Regions from separate parts of the Gossypium hirsutum genome. Here region 1 is linked to region 2. The links are chromatin contacts, called in public Hi-C maps. All regions are on one chromosome and are shown on one strand. The core of a region is the stretch at or near the end of the contact, and the rest is flanking DNA. Distances in the headings are between cores, read along the strand shown. Region 1 holds the start of LOC107933969 (50S ribosomal protein L1, chloroplastic). Region 2 holds the start of LOC107933968 (putative disease resistance RPP13-like protein 1).

Region 1 (4,838 bases), core at 1,910-4,409, 150 kb before region 2:
TCATGATGATACAAGTCCAAATCTGTATACAGAATGATAATCTGGCAAGGCAATGTATACGCAGAGTTTCACTTGGATTCGATCCCAATGGCCAATTCCATTTGAGCACTGCATGTTCTGACAGAATGGCCACAAAGCTGATTGAAGGGTCCAAGACATTTTCAACTGTAAGTGGTCATTATTCTTCAAACGTTTGATGGCGGCTTGTAATCAAGCATCTCCCTTATGTTTAACTTGATCGAAGGACCCATTGATGTGCATATATGTGCACTTTTCCAGTACACTCCTTTTGCACCTTTCGGCTTGTTTGTTTCAATTGATTTCTGTCAAATTAAGAGCAAAATCACATATATCTCGAGTTTGATTCCGGTTTAGAAACTCATTTGTGTTCAAAAGAAAGTAACGGAGAGAAAGAAGGTGAGATAAGTGCAAAGGGAAGAAGTTTGACGTACTACTGCAGCAAGTAAGTTCACAAGAAGGTCATCTTCCAAGAAGTCTACTTTCCCGAAAGGTATGTGAACAATCCCAGTTTTATCAGCTCTGTATTCAACTTTACCCTTTTTGAACTCTTCTATAGCCTGAAAAAGAAAATGATTCAACGAACAATATAAGCTCCATTACCATTGCTGGCCACACCATGCATCATTCAGTTGCAAATTCATTTTTAATGTAAAAAGATCCCTAAGCATATTGTCAAATGCGGCAGTTCTACCCTTCTCTCCTCCATCATTTCCGTACTCCATTTGTGTTATTATTACGCATGAGAGATATATGAATTGGCTAATAACCGCCCCAAATACATGAATTGGAAGACTCTTGCTTCCCAATTTCACTCATCTTGTAATTCATACTGTGTCAAAAGGACATACTGATACGGATGCAAAGAAAAAATAAGCCATGATTCACATAGATGTAGGCATGCAATATGCAATGAATGCCAATTTATGATCCACAGACAAGCATTTCTTATGTGTGTAAATATTTACAAGCATAGAATCAGTTTACAGGCATAAATCTGCATAAATAAGATTCTTATATAGGCATAAAAAAGGAGCAAAGATCAACAAGAATCAATAGACTTGATTGAAAAAGAAAAACCTCATCAAAACATAACAATCAGATCTTACCTGAGGTATATTAGGTGTGACGGTACCAGCTTTAGGATTTGGCATGAGCCCTCGTGGTCCTAGAATCTTTCCAAGGCCTGCAACCTAGTTTAGAAGTAGGAAGATGTTAAAATAAAACCGATAATGAAAATTATCGTCATCTCTACCAAAAAGGAAAAAACCGTGAAACCAATCATATTGCTCACAACTGGAATTTGGTAAACAGAGTAACAAAATACACGATATATCTCATTAATTGAAATAAGAGCAGTAAGCTACACCTTAACCATCATATCTGGGGAGGCAATTAATTTGTCAAAGTCCATGAATCCTCCCTTTATTTGTTCAATCAAGTCCTCACCACCGACAATATCTGCTCCAGCATTTTTTGCTTCATCAAACTTTTCACCTGCAAACATATAATATTTAGAAAGTAAAAACCAAGAAAAACGCAATTAGTTGTGTTAACATAGCCTCAGAAAAGAAAATTTTATCCTAATAGCGTTTTGATTAAGATCTTTAACTAGTATCACTCACCTAGAGTACATCATTTTAGAATGATTGCCAGCCACTAAGAAAATTTTAGATTTAGCAGTTCAGAACCTACTCAATCTATTACATGAATTGTAATTATCAATTATGTTTCTTTCGTCTCTAAATTTTAAGCTAGAGTTTCCAGACACACAAGCAAGTTACAACAAAAAGATCAGCATATGTCAAAGCACCATAACTACCTTGAGTAAGAACGGCAACCTTAACCTTTTGACCAGTTCCCTTAGGCAAATTCACCTGTAAGACAAAAGAAAAGTAAGATATTAGGCGTAACATCAACGGTGGGGGAGATCCTATTATGATATTATCATGTGAAAAGCCTGGAAAACTTACAGTTGCTCTCAGCTGTTGATCATTATACTTGGGATCGATGTTAAGGCGGAAATGGGCTTCAGCTGTCTCTACAAACTTTGTACTCGACATTTCCTTTAACAAAGATATTGCTGTCTTTAGATCATACTCCTTTTTGGTTTCCCTTAATTTTTGAATCTCCAAGAATCTCTTTGATCTCGTCTGCAGTTTGAACAGGAACAAGAAGTTGGAATTAAATAACTGAACCAAGTAAACATCACAATCATATGTAATTAGCCCTACATATTAACAAAATAATGTACAAATGAAACATAAGTAACCATTTCAGATAGAAAATTGTTTCTTAAAATCAAAATTCTAAAATAAAAATCTTAAACCAAATTTCAAAGAAACTCAAATATGATCCTCAAAAACCAAAGCTTTCAGACAACACTATGAATACTGTTTTCACTAAGCTAGCAAAACCCATAAAGAAAATGATCTATAATAGTGAAATCTGACCCTGAAAAAACAAAACTTTTAGACTAACACTACAAGTTCTGTTTTATCTAAGCTATAAGCAAAACCCACGATGAAAATTATCTAACATACACCAAAAACTGTAACATCATTAAGAAAGAAAAGAAAGATAAAAATGCGAAATTCTAACATCCACATACTCTGTCTCTCTTAAGAGGCAACGCAGCCTTTCCTTTCTTGGGCTTGGGTGGAGCAGTAGCAATAGCGGTAGCGGTGCCACCCTCAGCTGCCACTCCATCATTTTCGTCCGTAGCCTCAGCCACCTCAGCCTCCGCAGCCACGGCAGCCATGACATGGTGCTTGGAATCTCTCTGGGGGTATAGATTAGCCCATTTGATGCCGGATTTTCCGTCTATAGAAGTCTTGAGAGCAAGTGGGTTAATAGAAAAGGTAGGCTTGTTGGACTTGAAGGATAGAACGGAAGGAGTGAGGGCTTGGGAGTGTACAGTGGATGCGGCAGCGTATGTTATCATCAACGATGATGAAGGTGTGGTGGTACAAGTAGCCATTGGCGCTGTTTCCTGTGAGAGCTTTTTTCTTTTACGATGTCTTGGGCTATCTATCTATCTATCTATCCATATTGAAAACAGAAGAGGATAGGAGATGTTTTTAAGGTCCAGTGAAGTTTCTCGATTATAGACCATAATAGCTGAATGCAAGTGCCATTTCCTTATTTATTTTGTGTGAAAAAATAAAAGGGTAAACTATCGATTAGTCACTTAATTATAATTAAATTTTTATTTTATTCACTTAACTAAAATTTGGTACACTTTAGTTTTCCAAATTTTTCTTTTCACCCAATAATTAAGTAGCTAGTGGTGGCACTTTTTAGTTGATATAATAATTTTAGTCCTCAATATTTATACTTTCTATCAATTGACCCTATTTCTATATAAAATGATAAAAAAATGATTTTTTTTAATTTAGAAAATTCTAAAAATATCTAAAAATAAACAGAAAATTCAAAAAATAGATAAATGAGAGAAAATGAAAGAAAATTTATTTTCATAATAAGAGAAAAAGAAAAAGATTCGGAATATAATTTATTTTTACAATTTGGGTTTTGAAAAATAATTTAAATGAATTGAAATTGAAAAAAAAAAGGATTTTTTGTGGTATATTTTGTATTTTGTAACTAAAAAATGTATCAAAGTCAATTTCACAAACCTCTATTAATTTGAGTTTTGAAAGAAGTTCTTCAATAGTATGAAACTCGACTTAAAGATATTACTAATTTAAATCTATCTTGTTTTTAATTTACTATTGGATTCTATTAAATGATCATTTTTATTGAATAATCTTTAAGTTTTATTGTAATAGAATCTTGAGTTTTCTTGTATGAATGTTAGCTTTTAATAATATTTAAGTTTTATACTTCACTAATATTATGTTAAAATTGATCTATTTTTTAGTTGTTTTCATGATTTGATAGCAGCACTGAAGGATTGTTGTTATAATAACCTAGCAATAACCTAAAATTTTTATAATTTTTATTTTTTGAAAAAAATTGAGTTTTTTTTATTTTTATATAAAATTAATGTTAAATTGATAGAAAGTAAAAAAATCGAAAATTAAAATTATCATTATACCAATATCATCATTCCAATATATTAATAATCAAATTGTAACTTTTAAGTTAAGTGGTCAAAAAGAGAATTTCTCTCTAATTGAATGGCTAATAGTGTAATTTACCCAAAAAATAAATAGATATTTTAGTAATAGACAATTAGTAAATTCTTGCTTGGCCTCGCAATTATTTATAATTTTGTAGTATTTTTTTTAAAACTCTAAAAAATTGTATATTTTTAAAAATATATAAAATATATTATTTTTAATTGTAAAATATATTTAAAATATAAAATGACTAGTTGGTTTGGTATATAGCTTGAACAAGAGATTGATCCCATTGATAAAGTCTTTATTTTTTAAAAAGAAAAACTATATGCTTAATTTAGGTTAGAGCATAATTTCATAATATCAATTAATTTTTAAAATCAAATTTTATTAAAAAATAGTATTTTGTACTTAATCAAGTGGTTCCTGGCCAATAATTAATAATAATAATAAACTTTAGTCGAGTGGTTGAAATTTAAAAAAAAAAACTGAATCAATCAAGTTAGATGAAATTATAAGGTGATTACAATTTCGATTTGGATTTAGTTTGTAGTAAATTATGATTATTACGTAAAATTTTAGGTTTATTTAAATAAAAAAAGTGAATCGGATATAAAAGATAATTAAATCCAAAAAAATTTACACAATAGTTTTAAAAATTACAATAAATTTCATATAATATTTTCAAATTATTTTTATTAATTTAAATATATTATAAAATTTAAAAGTAAATAT
Region 2 (4,513 bases), core at 1,186-3,685:
CAGTTCGTACAATATTTAGATAATGGAGGCTAATTAAATTCCCCATTCCTTGAGGCAATGTAGTAAGTTTCTTACAATGACTCAAGTCTAATGTCTGTAAATTGCAGAGAGCACACAGTGACTCGGGTAAGTATCTAATTTTAGTGCGAGACAGATTCAAGTACCGTAAGTGACTGAGATCGCCAATACAATCTGGCAGCTCACTGATGCAATAACCAGTCAAAGATAGCACCCTTAAGCAACCAAGTTTTGCCAGCAGGTCTTGGAACACTTTATTAGTTAAATAGCATTCTACTTCCAGATCTGGCACAAAGACAGGTAAAGCTAGGAATGTTCTTAAGCATTTTGTTTTGTAGAAGGGTTCAAATTTTCTGAAGACATCATACTTCTGACGAATGAATGAGGAGTGTCGAACCCTCTCAGAAACATTGTACTGCCCATTGCTATTAACCTTGTCCTCCAACCTAAAGCAAACTTCCCCAGCAACATATTGAGCTAAATCGTTGATGAGGTCATGCATCATGTAACAAGATTTACTAACACATGATTGTTGAAAAAAGGACCTTGATAATAAATCATGAAAATACTCAGAACCCAAGTCTTCCACTTCCTTCATTCCCTTTGGTTGATGGATAAAACCTTCAGCTATCCATAAATGAACTACTTCATCCTTTTGAAATTCATAGTCCTTGGGGAACAATGAACAGTAAGCAAAACATTGTTTCAAATGAGAAGGAAGATAATAGTAGCTCAACCTCAGGGCTGGTAGAATATCACAATTTTTTTCTGGTAAATCCCATATCTTGCTATTCAGTATATCTTCCCATTCATGATAACCTGTCTTGCAGCGCAATAGGCCTGCAAGGGTTTTCACAGCCAAAGGCAAGCCCTTACACCTTTTCACAATTGCCTCACCAACTACTTTTAAATTTGGATGATTATCAAAATTTGTACTCCCTAAAGCATGTTGTGCGAACAAAGACAAACAATGATCATACGACATTTCTTTCAAATCGTAAGCAGAAACAGTTCCCATCATTGATGCAACTTGTTGATTACGGGTTGTAACTATGATTTTACTTTCTGGAGAACCTGCTTCAAAAGGACTGCGAAGAGCCATCCAGTCGTTATAGTTCTCGTTCCAAACATCATCTAGAACTATCAGAAATCTATTCTTAGACAGCTTCTTCTTCACTTCAACTTGCAGCTCGTTCAAGTCATTCTTATCTGAAGCCATTGAAGTCAATGATTCTAACAACGTTTTCATCACCCTAACAATATCAAATTCCTCAGAAACACAAACCCAAGCTCTCAATTTAAAGAAAGTCTTAACTCTATCATCATTATAAACGAGCTGAGCAAGAGTAGTTTTCCCCAAGCCCCCCATTCCAACTATGGGAATCACACGAACCCCACCCTCACATGATTCTTCCTCCCCGAAAAGACGTTTATTAATAATGAAGTCTTTATCACTCTCCCTGCCAAACACAAGAGATTTATTCACTAAAGAAGTACTGGCAATCCTTCGCTGCCCCCTATTACGGCTACCCCCAATTCTTTCTATCAAACCAAGTTCATCTTTCTGCTTAACAACCTTTTGCATTCTTGCGGTTATCTCCTTTATTTGAGCTGCCAATGAGTATTTAAAAGTAAATTGATCGAAAAAGGAATACATGTATTTTCGTATCTTGCCGATGATTGTTTGACTTTCTTCCTTTGACTTTTGACGCAGAGCCACCGTGGAAAAATCATCAAGCACATCCTCGAGATCGTAGGCCAAGTCTTTGAGTTCGTTAAGCCATATCTTAACGAGACGCTCAGTGAACTGCCTATCCTCTGCATCTTCGAGCACGGCCTGGATCTTGAGGAGAATGGTTTGCCAATTATTGAAATGGTTATGGAGCTTTTCTTTGCTAGCAAACTCCAGCAACATAGGGGAGACCAGTTCCTCGGACAAAGTCTCAAGGAGAGAAGAGATAATGTTCTCAACCACCACAGCGGTTCCACAGTCCATGGAACGGAAGCAGAATCTTTCGATCGGAACACAAAAAGGCGATGATGGTAGTAAAAAATAGAGATGGCCCACAAAATTAGGGACGACTGAGCAGGAGTTAAAGTAGAAAGGGCGAAGAAGGAGGCGTGCTTGCTTTACTTTTAACTCTTTTTGAATATAAAGGAAGCTCAAGTTTTAGTGGGTGTACGAAAAGCCACTTTTTATATATATATATATATATACAAGTACTGTAGGCTGTATGAATTAACCAAGGATTGAGTTAAACAGCCATGGTTGCCGCTCACTGGAAATGAAATCTCTGTGTTTCGCCTTCATAATAAAGTTATGATAGGTGTTGAATAAATTGAGGAATCATCTGCTTCGTTCTCAAAGTCAATACAACTGATGGATAAGTTTTTAGTACAAAAATTAGGTTTTGGCAAATCTAAATGTTAAATAAAAATTATAAGGATAATTTAAGCTTCTTGTCGGAAAGCAGAAAGGAATCTCAAAGTTTTTTTTTTTTTTTTGTAAAAAAAACATAACTAAACAAAATACCTAAGCTACCCCGCGGTTCCAATAGTTTCCTAAAGGAATCTAAATTTAATTTAAGGTAAACTAGTCAATCTGTATGATGCTTTTCATTTTGTTGATAAAAGAAATTTTTGTAATTTCGTTATTTACATTTTAGAGTAATTTTATTTTAATCTTTTTTTTTTTGAAAAAGAGTCTGTTTATTACTTAGGTTTGAAAAACTAACTAGAGAAGTCCATTGCAGTCTCAAAACAAAATATAAAAAAACCAAAAACGGGAAATAACAAAAAGAGAGAAAAACTAAAAAAGGCATGGTCTTCTCCATCCAGCAATCTTTCAGACTCTTTGCGTGTCTACAATCCCTAAAAATAAACGGCTAAATCTTCCAAATTCCGACAATGAATCGCCCAGAAAAAAAAGCTGTTGAGACAAGCAACCATATTTCGAAGTTTTTCAACTCAATCGATATCACAGAGAAGAAATTATGGAGGTCGACTGAACCAACGATTAGAATCGACCACTTCTAAAGCTTTTAATGGCGCATCTTCAACCCAGAACGAATCTCCTTCAGTTCGTAAAGCTTCAACAGCCATTGTATGCACTGCTCTATTCCCTTCTCACGCAATGAATTGAAATCGACAGAAATGGAATTTCCTCGCCAGATTCTTCGCGTCCCAGGTAAATGGTTTGGATTTCGAGTAATCCTCGCTCGTTTGTTGAATATTTTGAACAACCAGTCTTAAATCACTCTCAAGAATAGCATCTGTGAATCCCAAATCCAGTTCAAATTAGAGCATATGTAGAACAACAAACGCTTCAGCAATCACCATTGAACGAACCAAGTTATGACCTTTAAACCCCGACCCTATTATAAAACCTTTTTCTTTTCTAATAAGGAAACATGAAACTGCACGTTTTTTGGCAACAGAAAGTCCCGCATCTACATTAATTTTCACCCACCATTGCAGAAGGGGCATCCATTTTACCATGGATCGCGGCTGAGGATGCTTCAAATTCAAAGCGCTACCTTGATACTCCAAACCAAAACCCCTAATGAAGGTAACAATCTCCTTCGAACTTTGCATCTTTTTCTCATGTACAAATTTGTTTTGAGAGAACCAAAGTGCCCAAATTGTTATGGCAATCACATCTTTTCTTGTTACTAGCTGAATTCTTCAAAAGCCAATTCAACCACTCATTAAAATTCAAATTTGCCATTGAACTCGGCCACTGAACATCTAACTTGGACCAAACTTGTGCAACAGACAAGCAATCCTGAACAGCATGAGTAGATGATTTGCACAACTGTCGGCAACGCGAATATTTGTTATCAGTGATCAATGCAACGCGAATATTTGTTATCTGTGATCAATCTCCTAAAATGTAAGTTCTGATAAGTAGGTACATAATTTTTCACAAATTTCCAGAATAAAATGCAAACTTTTGAAGGACACTTTAAGCTCCTTATCTACTTGAAAAGCTTTTGCTCATTTAAGTTCACATTAGGGGGATCCAAAAGCATTTTCTAGTCGTTTTTCACAGAATAGATGCCTGAGTTTTCGCTAAACCAAACTACTTTATCAGATTGATTAGTAATAGGAATAGGAAGACTCACCATCTGATCTGTTTCTTCCATCGTGAAGGTCAAGTAAATGAGATCTCTATTCCATTGATTAGGATTTTACAAAATTAAATCAACCATCCAATCCATACTAGCCACCCTATCTGTAGAAAAGAAGTCGTTGAGCGTTTCCTGGCAACCAATAATCTTTGCCATATTGACATCGATGTTCCAGATCCAATCCTCCATTTCAAACTATAACCTAAAAGTCCTTTGGTACACCTAATACTTTTCCAAACGAGCGATGGATTCGCCCCTAAAGAAGCCTCCGTAAAATTTGAACCGTTAAAGTACTTCGCTCTAAGCAAACGCGCTATTAGCGAACTTGGGTTTTCCATAATACGCCATCCCTGCTTCGCTAGGAG

What was found. A called contact is a pair of places that touch in the nucleus more often than the background predicts.
Region 1: a Hi-C map of leaf shows a contact between it and region 2, with 5 times the contacts expected there. The contact joins the promoter of LOC107933969 here to the promoter of LOC107933968 in region 2. A contact is called at or near these places in 4 of 34 Hi-C or Micro-C datasets (callus and leaf).

Annotation. Positions count from the first base shown.
Region 1 is chrA08:107,720,326-107,725,163 of Gossypium_hirsutum_v2.1, reverse strand. LOC107933969 (50S ribosomal protein L1, chloroplastic) reads right to left here and starts at 3,159. Exons shown (of 7, transcript XM_016866290.2): 1 at 2,630-3,159; 2 at 1,992-2,171; 3 at 1,841-1,895; 4 at 1,388-1,515; 5 at 1,128-1,211; 6 at 453-578; 7 at 1-323. The coding sequence starts at 2,998. The coding sequence ends at 186.
Region 2 is chrA08:107,568,466-107,572,978 of Gossypium_hirsutum_v2.1, reverse strand. LOC107933968 (putative disease resistance RPP13-like protein 1) reads right to left here and starts at 2,435. Exons shown (of 3, transcript XM_016866289.2): 1 at 1-2,435. The coding sequence starts at 2,014. It overlaps LOC107933956 (a long non-coding RNA gene), which reads left to right and starts at 2,505. Exons shown (of 2, transcript XR_001693770.2): 1 at 2,505-3,205; 2 at 3,496-3,978.